Regions from separate parts of the Podarcis muralis genome. Here region 2 is linked to region 1. Evidence: chromatin contacts called from public Hi-C data. All regions are on one chromosome and are shown on one strand. Each heading gives the region's core, a stretch centred on a gene start, on an enhancer-like site or on the middle of the called end of the contact. The rest is flanking DNA. Distances are from core to core; before and after follow the strand shown.

Region 1 (4,128 bases), core at 1,160-3,659:
GCATTTATAGGAGTAGGAACCAAATGCTGCGCCTGAAAACATTAGAGTCTATCTCACCACCTGTAGTCAAACACCACATTTGGCGTGGCAGCAAATAAGGAGTAAGATTACAAACTCTTAGCTTGCCTTCCTGTTGTTAGATTACTAACAATACAAACCAATTTCCTTTTATAACCAACACATGGCAACAGGTAAGTATGATTTCAAGAGTTCTAAATATTCAATGCCAATAATATACAGGGCAATCCAAACCTCCCATCTGCCATACTAGAGGGGTTTTGGATGGGGCAGAGATGCTCCTCTTCCAACCTCCTTTGGCACCCCAAAGCACCTGCCCAGGTGGTGGGAGAAGCTATCACTTGTGAAATCTCTGCCAGCAGTTATCAATGGAAATTCCCAATACTGGGCATTTCAGGGGGAGTGGCTACACCACCACCTGATTCCATCACATCCTGGCAGGAGCAAGCTGGTGGTAGCTACACTATCAATCACCACCACAGCTAGTCAGGGGTTAAGATAGCCATTATTGCAATCTAATTTATTACCCTAAAATAAGTAGTCTATCATCCAACTTTTGACTGCTCTGGAAAATATTACATCTCCACACTAACAAAGAGGCAACCTATTCCTCGCTGACGGATTCTTGTAGGTAATATTCCTGTGCACTCTGCATAAATAGTATATTTACTCCAATTACTTTGTAGTTGCCTACTCCACTGACTGTCAGTAGGGATTAATTCTAAAGCAACGTCTTTCCTCGAGAGAAAACTGGTGAAAAAATGTTATGTCAATTCAAAATCCATATGGATTTTGCAAATCCGTGTTCTGGAAACCACAGCTTGTTCTTCCCTGCCAAAATCTAACTGGATTTTACATTCTACTTATTTTCCCCCCACATGGAGTCCTTGACAGGTATTTCTACACAGATGGAAAAGAATAATACTGGAACAGGCCCAAGTTCTCAAGATTTGACTTGCAGACAAATCTGTATCATCTTGCTCAATGACAGATGCTAATTCTCGTTAGGAATTGTTCAACGTTAGCCCCAGTTCTCTTTCCCTCTGCCCACTAGTTTTGATACATTAAGCAAACACAGATTAAGGAGGGGCAACATCTTGGGGTGGAGGACCAATGGCAGTAGCAAAACTACTTTGATGCCCAACACAAAACAGAGGTACTGCCCAAACAAGAGGGCACACTCTGCTTACTCCAAGAGGTCTTAGCCACATGGATTTTTAAAAATATCTAACATACAGCCTCATCGCTGAATCACCAGCAGCGTGTGGGCCTTCCTGAGAAGAGACAGAGATCCCTGTTCCAAATATTTTGTGGCAGTTACCACTTAGATGATGAGCCGAGATGGCACACAGACTCCTTTTTCCCTGACGAGATGCCTACAGATTGAACAGGATTTGCCATGGCACTAAAACGCCACCTTCCTTAAGCTGCGATTCTAAGCACAGAGACACTTGCCTGACCCAGTAAAGCCCCCTGGAACTTACTTCTGAGTAAGCAGGCATAGATTTCCACCTTGTCAGGACCAAAGTCCACGATGGGAACGGCTGAGCTACCCATTCAAATCCTGCTACAGGAGGGAGCTGGTGCTCGTGTGGAAGACACCGTGTGCTTCTGCACCCATTAGCCTATGAAGTGCGTGTGGATGTGCGCGCGCGTGTGTCTCTAGGCAATAAGGTATTGTCCTGCCTTTTCAGAACTGCAGTGCCAGAGGGCGATCTCGTTTTGGACAGGAAGCTGGGCTGCTACGCAGGGCTATATATCTGCCAGGGGAAGATCGTCCAGGAGCTGCCTGCACGGGTCCCACCACCCGGGGTGGCGGGTCGCGCGTGTGTGTGCGCGCATCTCAGCGCCCGCTTCCGCCGTTGTTGTCATTTACCTGGCGCCCGGGTGTCCGGCCTGCTCCCTCTCGCTCAGCGCCGCCGCCGTGTAAATCCTCCGGTAGCGCTCGGCCAGGGCCCGGCCCGACAGAAGCAGCTGGTAGCGGCCCCGGCAGCCGGCTCCTGCTCCTCCGCCTCCGCCGGGAGGAGAAGGCAGCCCCGAGGATGTCATGGTCGGCGGCGGCGGCAGCAGGAGCAGCGCCCCGAAGCCCGCCGCGCTCTCGCCGGGGCCCATGGCCACGCAGGGCTCGCCGGTGCCGCTGGGGAAGAGGAAGAAGCCCGGGCCACCGGGCTCGGATCCGGCGGCGGCGGCGGAGGAGGAGGAGGAGGCGGCGGCCCCGCTCATCGCTCTCCCCTCCCCGCCCCTGCGCGCTCCGCCCCCGCGGCCGGCCGGGAAGGAAGGAAGGCAGGCGCCCGCTCCTCCTCTTTCCCCTCAGCGCCTCAGCGGCCCGGCCAGAGCCAAGCGCGGCGCCGCAGCCAACAGACACACAACCAGGCCGCCCGGCCGGCAGCGCCTGACTGAGGAGAGCTGACTGACAGGCGCGCAGCTCCTCCCCCTTTTGGCGCGAGCGCGCCGAGAGCGGAGGGAGGGCGGGGCCGCGGGGAAGAGAGCGAGAGGGGAAGAAAGGGGCGGGGTGCGCGCGCGCGCGTGTGTGTCTGTGAGGAAAAGCGAAGCCGGCGTAGGGCGAGGCCGGGCGACGCAAGGGCGCGCGCGCGCTCTTCTTTCTTCGCGGGCCGCTTCCTCCCTCTCTATGGTACTTTCCACGGTAGCGCGTCTCTTTCCGACTGTCAAAACGCTGACATTTTGGTCCTGAGTGCGCCTGCGCGACGTCTCCCTTTTTTTTTGAAAAAAATGTCTTGCCCCACCCGCTTTTTTATTTCCGCCCCCCCTCCACACACACACACATATCTGTAGGTACTGAGAGTCCATGTGCGCATGTCTGTTGCGGTTGAGGAGGGAGCCGTGTGTTTCTCTGAGGGGGTGTCATTCGCTCTGGGTTGTTGTTCTTATTTCCCTACCTCCCCCCCCCCACACACCCTCTTTCTCTTGTATCGGCTTCCCGAGAGCGCGTGGAGATGATGTCATAGTAAATTGTGTGTACACACACACACACACACACACACACACACACACACAGAGTGTAGATTCTTAAATATTTAGCAGCGGGTGGAGAGAGAGAGGTTTTTTGTTTTTTTTTAAGTATTTCAATTATTATATATTTATTTATACCCCACCTTCCCCTGATGGGAATGAAGGCACCTTACACACACAGGGAGAGAGAGATTTGGTTTATTATATTTCAATTTGTTTATTTGCTTTATTGATTTTAAAAAAGAAAATTACAATCAACCAAAAAAAACCATGCCCCTGTATAAACATAGAAAATCTTATTAAAATAAGCATTGGGGGAAAGTTTGGAGTGATAATGAAAAGGGCACTACTCAAAAGAAAATTAGGACTCTTGGATGGGGTGACAGGCAGTCACAACAGAAGTTATGTTGTAAGAAATCAATTTGTCATTTGTAAATTGTAATACGTTTCGGTTTATATTTTCTTTTGGTTTTTTGTTGATTGTAATTTTCTTTTTTAAAATCAATAAAGCAAATTAAAAGATTTATTATATTTCTATGCCACTTTTCATTCACATGAACCGCAAAGCAGTTTGCAAACAATACGTGACAGTAACAACAGAACAACAGAAATGCAATGTAAATCGTATAGCATAACATATCCTCAGTAAAACAATTGCAATCTATGAAGCACTATTAACAGAACAACCGAAAAGAAAAAGCTAAACAGCACAGTTACAACCAAAGGCATAGGATTCACAAAGTACTACAGCATTCATCTATAAAAACTATATTTAACAACACAGGCGCCAGCTCTATGGGGCTGAGGACACCCAAAATATACTGGGTCAGGGCTGAGGGGCCCAATCCTGAGGAGCCTTGAAGAAGCTGGAAGTAGGCAGTCCTAGCCAGTGAAGCCTGGTGAATCTTTAGTTACCAAAAGGAATCAATATGTTAACCCCGGGCTATGAACCAGATTAGATGGAGAACTGCTGTATGATACTTAGCAACTGAGGCCTGCAGTTGTGAGAGAACTAAACTTGTAGACTCTTGGTGCAGTGCCTTGTCAGTTGTGGTGCTCACGGGACTGTACAAATGCTTTGACAGCAAACATCTAAATATTAGAACTTCCCCATGCTTTTTTTCTGAGGGTACTCAAGGG
Region 2 (4,128 bases), core at 1,138-3,637, 140 kb before region 1:
AAGAACTCGTTCTGGAGGCCCATTCTTAACCTGAAACTGTTCTTAACCTGAGGTACCACTTTAGCTAATGGGGCCTCCCGCTGCCACCATGCGATTTCTGTTCTCATCCTGAAGCAAAGTTCTTAACCCGATGTACTATTTCTGGGTTAGCGGAGTCTGTAACCTGAAGCATCTGTAACCTGAAGCATCTGTAACCCGAGGTACCACTGTACTGTCAAGAAAAAGGAAGGGAAATTCCGCAGGGTGCAGAGATCCCAAGGATTACTACCTGTATACAAATATTTCTAAAACTACAGCAGTCACCACACTGAGACTTCGACGTGTTTTTTTATATATATCGTAACTTTACTGACAATGTGCAATGGCATTTGGGAGCTTCAGCTTTCTTCTGGTCACTCTTCATTTCCTTTAAAAAGTTTGTACAGTGGTGCCCCGCAAGACGAATGCCTCGCAAGACGAAAAACTCGCTAGACGAAAAGGTTTTCCGTTTTTTGAGTCGTTCCGCAAGACGAATTTCCCTATGGGCTTGCTTCGCAAGACGAAACGTCTTGCTAGTTCTTGCGAGTTTGTTTCCTTTTTCTTAAAGCCGCTAAGCCGTTAATAGCCGCTAAGCCGTTAATAGCCGCTAAGCCGCTAATAGCCGTGCTTCGCAAGACGAAAAAACCGCAAGACGAAGAGACTCGCGGAACGGATTAATTTCGTCTTGCGAGGCACCACTGTAATGGATAATTTGCACCATACAGGACATTTACAAATATGACACTGCGTCTTAGCTGTGCAGCTGGCAGAGTAGGTATGTATGATAGGTATAGCAAAGTATGTGTTGTGCTGGGGGGGGGGAGAAGGGTTTGGCAGAAGTGACTCTAAGGCATTACAATACGCTTCAATGAGGCACAGCATATTAGTCTGGCAATGTGGGGAGCAAAGTGCAGTAAAATGCATCTCTGCGCAGAGCTGTTTAAAGGTTTGTTTTTTTAAAAAAGAATACAGTGGTATCTTGGGTTACGAACTTAATTCGTTCCAGAGGTCCGTTCTTAACACGAAACTATTCTTAACCTGAGACGCATTTTCACTAATGGGGCCTCCCGCCGCTGCGCAATTTCCGTTCCCATCCTGGGGCAAAGTTCTCAACCCGAGGTACTACTTCTGGGTTAGCGGAGTTTGTAACCCAACGTGTTTGTAACCCAAAGCATCTGTAACCTCAGGTACCACTGTACTTTGTTTACGGAACAGCTTTCCCTCCGAAAACCGGCCTAAATTTTTGTGTCACTGCAGGGCAATGTGGTTTTTGTTTGCTTGCTTTTACATCTGGATATATTTAATCCACAACTTACGGGTCTTAGTTGAAAGGAAAGATGCGCGCGGGGGGTGGGGGGACAGACAAGCAACTGGGATAGCTAAATTGGTAGAGCATGAGATCCTTAATCTCAGGGTTCTGGGTTTGAGCCCCAAATTGGGCAAGAAGATTCCTGCATTGCGGGGCTTTGGGCTAGATTTCGAACTGATTTTATGAATGACAGCAGGAGCTGGAGAGGCGAGCAAGCCCCCTTGGGGAGGGAAAAATTGGTTTGATGCAAATAAATTTTAGACTGGGGGCAGGGTTAAGGTTTTGTTTATTTGCTGATTAGTGGGTCAGAGTATCCCTTTGTTCATTATTTGAGAATTGTTAAGGCTGCTTGCTACTACTGATACTCCCCTCCCCCCCTCCACAAGTGATATGTTGTAGTTAATATTAATGTATTATATGATTCCCCCCTCCTTTTCCCCAATGATATTATGTATTGCAAAAAAACTCTTTGCTGTAAGTCGCTAGACTAACCTTTGGGTGAAAAGCAACTAGTAAATTGTTTAATAATAATAATAATAATAATAATAATAATAATAATAATAAAAAATAGTTTACGGTTTTGTCTTGTGGCTTGTTTGCTGGGGATTATTATTTTTTAAATCAATCGGCGTATAACTCCCTCCCATCCGATGTCACTTTTAGAAGACACCTGAAGGCAGCCCCCGTATAGGGAAACTTTTCAATGCTTCATATTTTCTTATGTTTTTTATTTATGTTGGAAGCTGCCCGGAGTAGCTGGGGCAACCCAGTTAGCTGGGCGGGGTGCAAATAAATTATGATGATGATGATCATCATTATTACTATCATCATTATCCTCATCACCGTCACCTTAAACGGAATAAATAAATGCAATAAATAACATAAAACCCAGCGCGTGGCGGCCACGCCTGCGTGGAGCTGGAGGGGCGAAGGGGGCGTTTCTCTCCCTTCACCGCAGCGCCGCTACCGGGGGCGCCCAGAAACCCCCACCCGGCCCGGCCCGGCCCCCCATTCCACCCGGCCCGCCGGGGTCACCTGTCGGAGGCAGCTCCCGTCCTCCGGGGCCTCTCAGTCCTTCCTGCCGCCGCCGCCTCCTCCTCCGCCGCCTCCTCATCAGCGGCCCCGCCCGGCACAAGCGGGGGGCCTCGCCAAGAAGCCACCAGGCCCGCCCCGCTCTGGTCGGCAGCTGAGGGACAACAGCCAACCGCTGCCCGACCGCCCGCCGCTTGTTTACTTCAAAATGGCGGCACTCGTCTGACACTGCGACGGGGCTGGCCCTCGACCGCGCATGTGCAGGAGGGGAGGAGTTTGCGCTGGCGGCCCCGCCCTCCTCTCCCGCTACAGCGCGCTCGCTCTCGCTCTCCCTCAAACGCAGACGGCCGTAGAGGGAGGTTTCCTAGAGCGTCCCGCCGACGGCGCTTCCTAGACGTTCTCGACGCTGTCACGTCGCCGTCCGTTTCCGAAGCGCGGGTCCCCGGCTGCGGTTGGACTACAACTCCCGTCATCCCTTATACGACTGGTCCCGCTTGCGTAGGCATGATGGGAGTTGTAGTCCAACCGCAACTGGTTGGAAGAATAACTGGAGGGAGGGGAAGGGCGAGAGGGAGCGAAAAAGGGGAGAGCGGCTCTATTATCATTATCATTTTCCTTATCATTATCATTACAAAGTAATAATCATGTGAAGGAGAGATGTAGACATTCGGCTGCCTAACATAGGAGCCCAGCTCATAGCTGTCAACTTACAGATTTGAAAATAAGGGACCAGCAGCCTCGAAAATAAGGGATCAGCAGCCAAAATAAGGGATTTTGGCTTAGTTTATGCAGAAATCCGGCACTGATGGAGCCATGCTGCTTTTGCTGCGACTGGCTGTGTTTTGCAGGGGGTTGGACTAGGTGATCCTAAGGGTCTGCAACTCCGATCAAAGAAGAGGGGCAGACAAAACTGATGAACGACGTCGAGATGGCAAAGCTTCCAGGCAGAATTAGAAACCAGGAAGAGGACCTCTTTAATGAAGAATGGGGAAAGTTTATAATTTATTTGAAAAGCTATTGTCAAGAGTTACATACATTGGTAGGATTGACAGAAAACTTGTAGTAAAAATTTGAACTCTGGATGGACAAATGATTTATAAAAATAGAGTTATGAAAGGGATGCAGAGGGGGAAATCGCTACATTAAGATGCTGCACTGGTTGGAGGGGATGCTAAGCAGCATGTCGGGGCTGCCACCGTCCTGGCGCAAGGAGTTCCATCGGCCCTTCCCCACCCGAGAGAGAGGGGGAGAGAGACTATCGCCCACGCTGCCCGCGAGCCTGGCATAAGGTGGTTACGGTGCCACCGCGGCCGCTGAAGCACCGCCCTTCTGCGTCCCTCCCCATCCCCTCCTCTTCCTCCTCCCTCAGGCCGTCTCCTCAGCCACCGCTGCCGCCTCTGGCTTCCCCTGGCAGCGCGGCGGAAGTCTCGCAAGAGAGGGGCTGCCTGCCCACCCGCCGCCACCCATCTCCTCATGATGCGCCACTGAGGGGGGAAAGGGAGAGATGATGCGGCAGCTTGTGCACGCGCTCTCTCTCGCGGCGGAGGACCCCGAGCCGCTGCTTCCCTCCCGAGCCAGGCGAGCATGAAACCCAGGAAATTTAAGGGACACCATCAATAAGGGACAGCAGCGGGACACGGTGCTGGGATAAGGGAGTTTCCCGCCAAATAAGGGACAGTTGACAGCTATGGCCCAACTAGAGGACCAATGCCGCTTCCTAGGTTGAAAGCGCTTGCAATGGCCCTGTTGGTTTTCGTGAAAGAATTGTG

What was found. A called contact is a pair of places that touch in the nucleus more often than the background predicts.
Region 2: a contact with region 1 is called in a Hi-C map of tail, with 2.9 times the contacts expected there. The contact joins the promoter of FBXL3 here to the promoter of MYCBP2 in region 1. A contact is called at or near these places in 2 of 3 Hi-C or Micro-C datasets (blood and tail).

The regions. Positions count from the first base shown.
Region 1 is chr4:96,162,691-96,166,818 of rPodMur119.hap1.1, reverse strand. MYCBP2 (MYC binding protein 2) reads right to left here and starts at 2,409. Exons shown (of 87, transcript XM_077927743.1): 1 at 1,895-2,409. The coding sequence starts at 2,241.
Region 2 is chr4:96,307,107-96,311,234 of rPodMur119.hap1.1, reverse strand. FBXL3 (F-box and leucine rich repeat protein 3) reads right to left here and starts at 2,387. Exons shown (of 5, transcript XM_028728348.2): 1 at 2,363-2,387.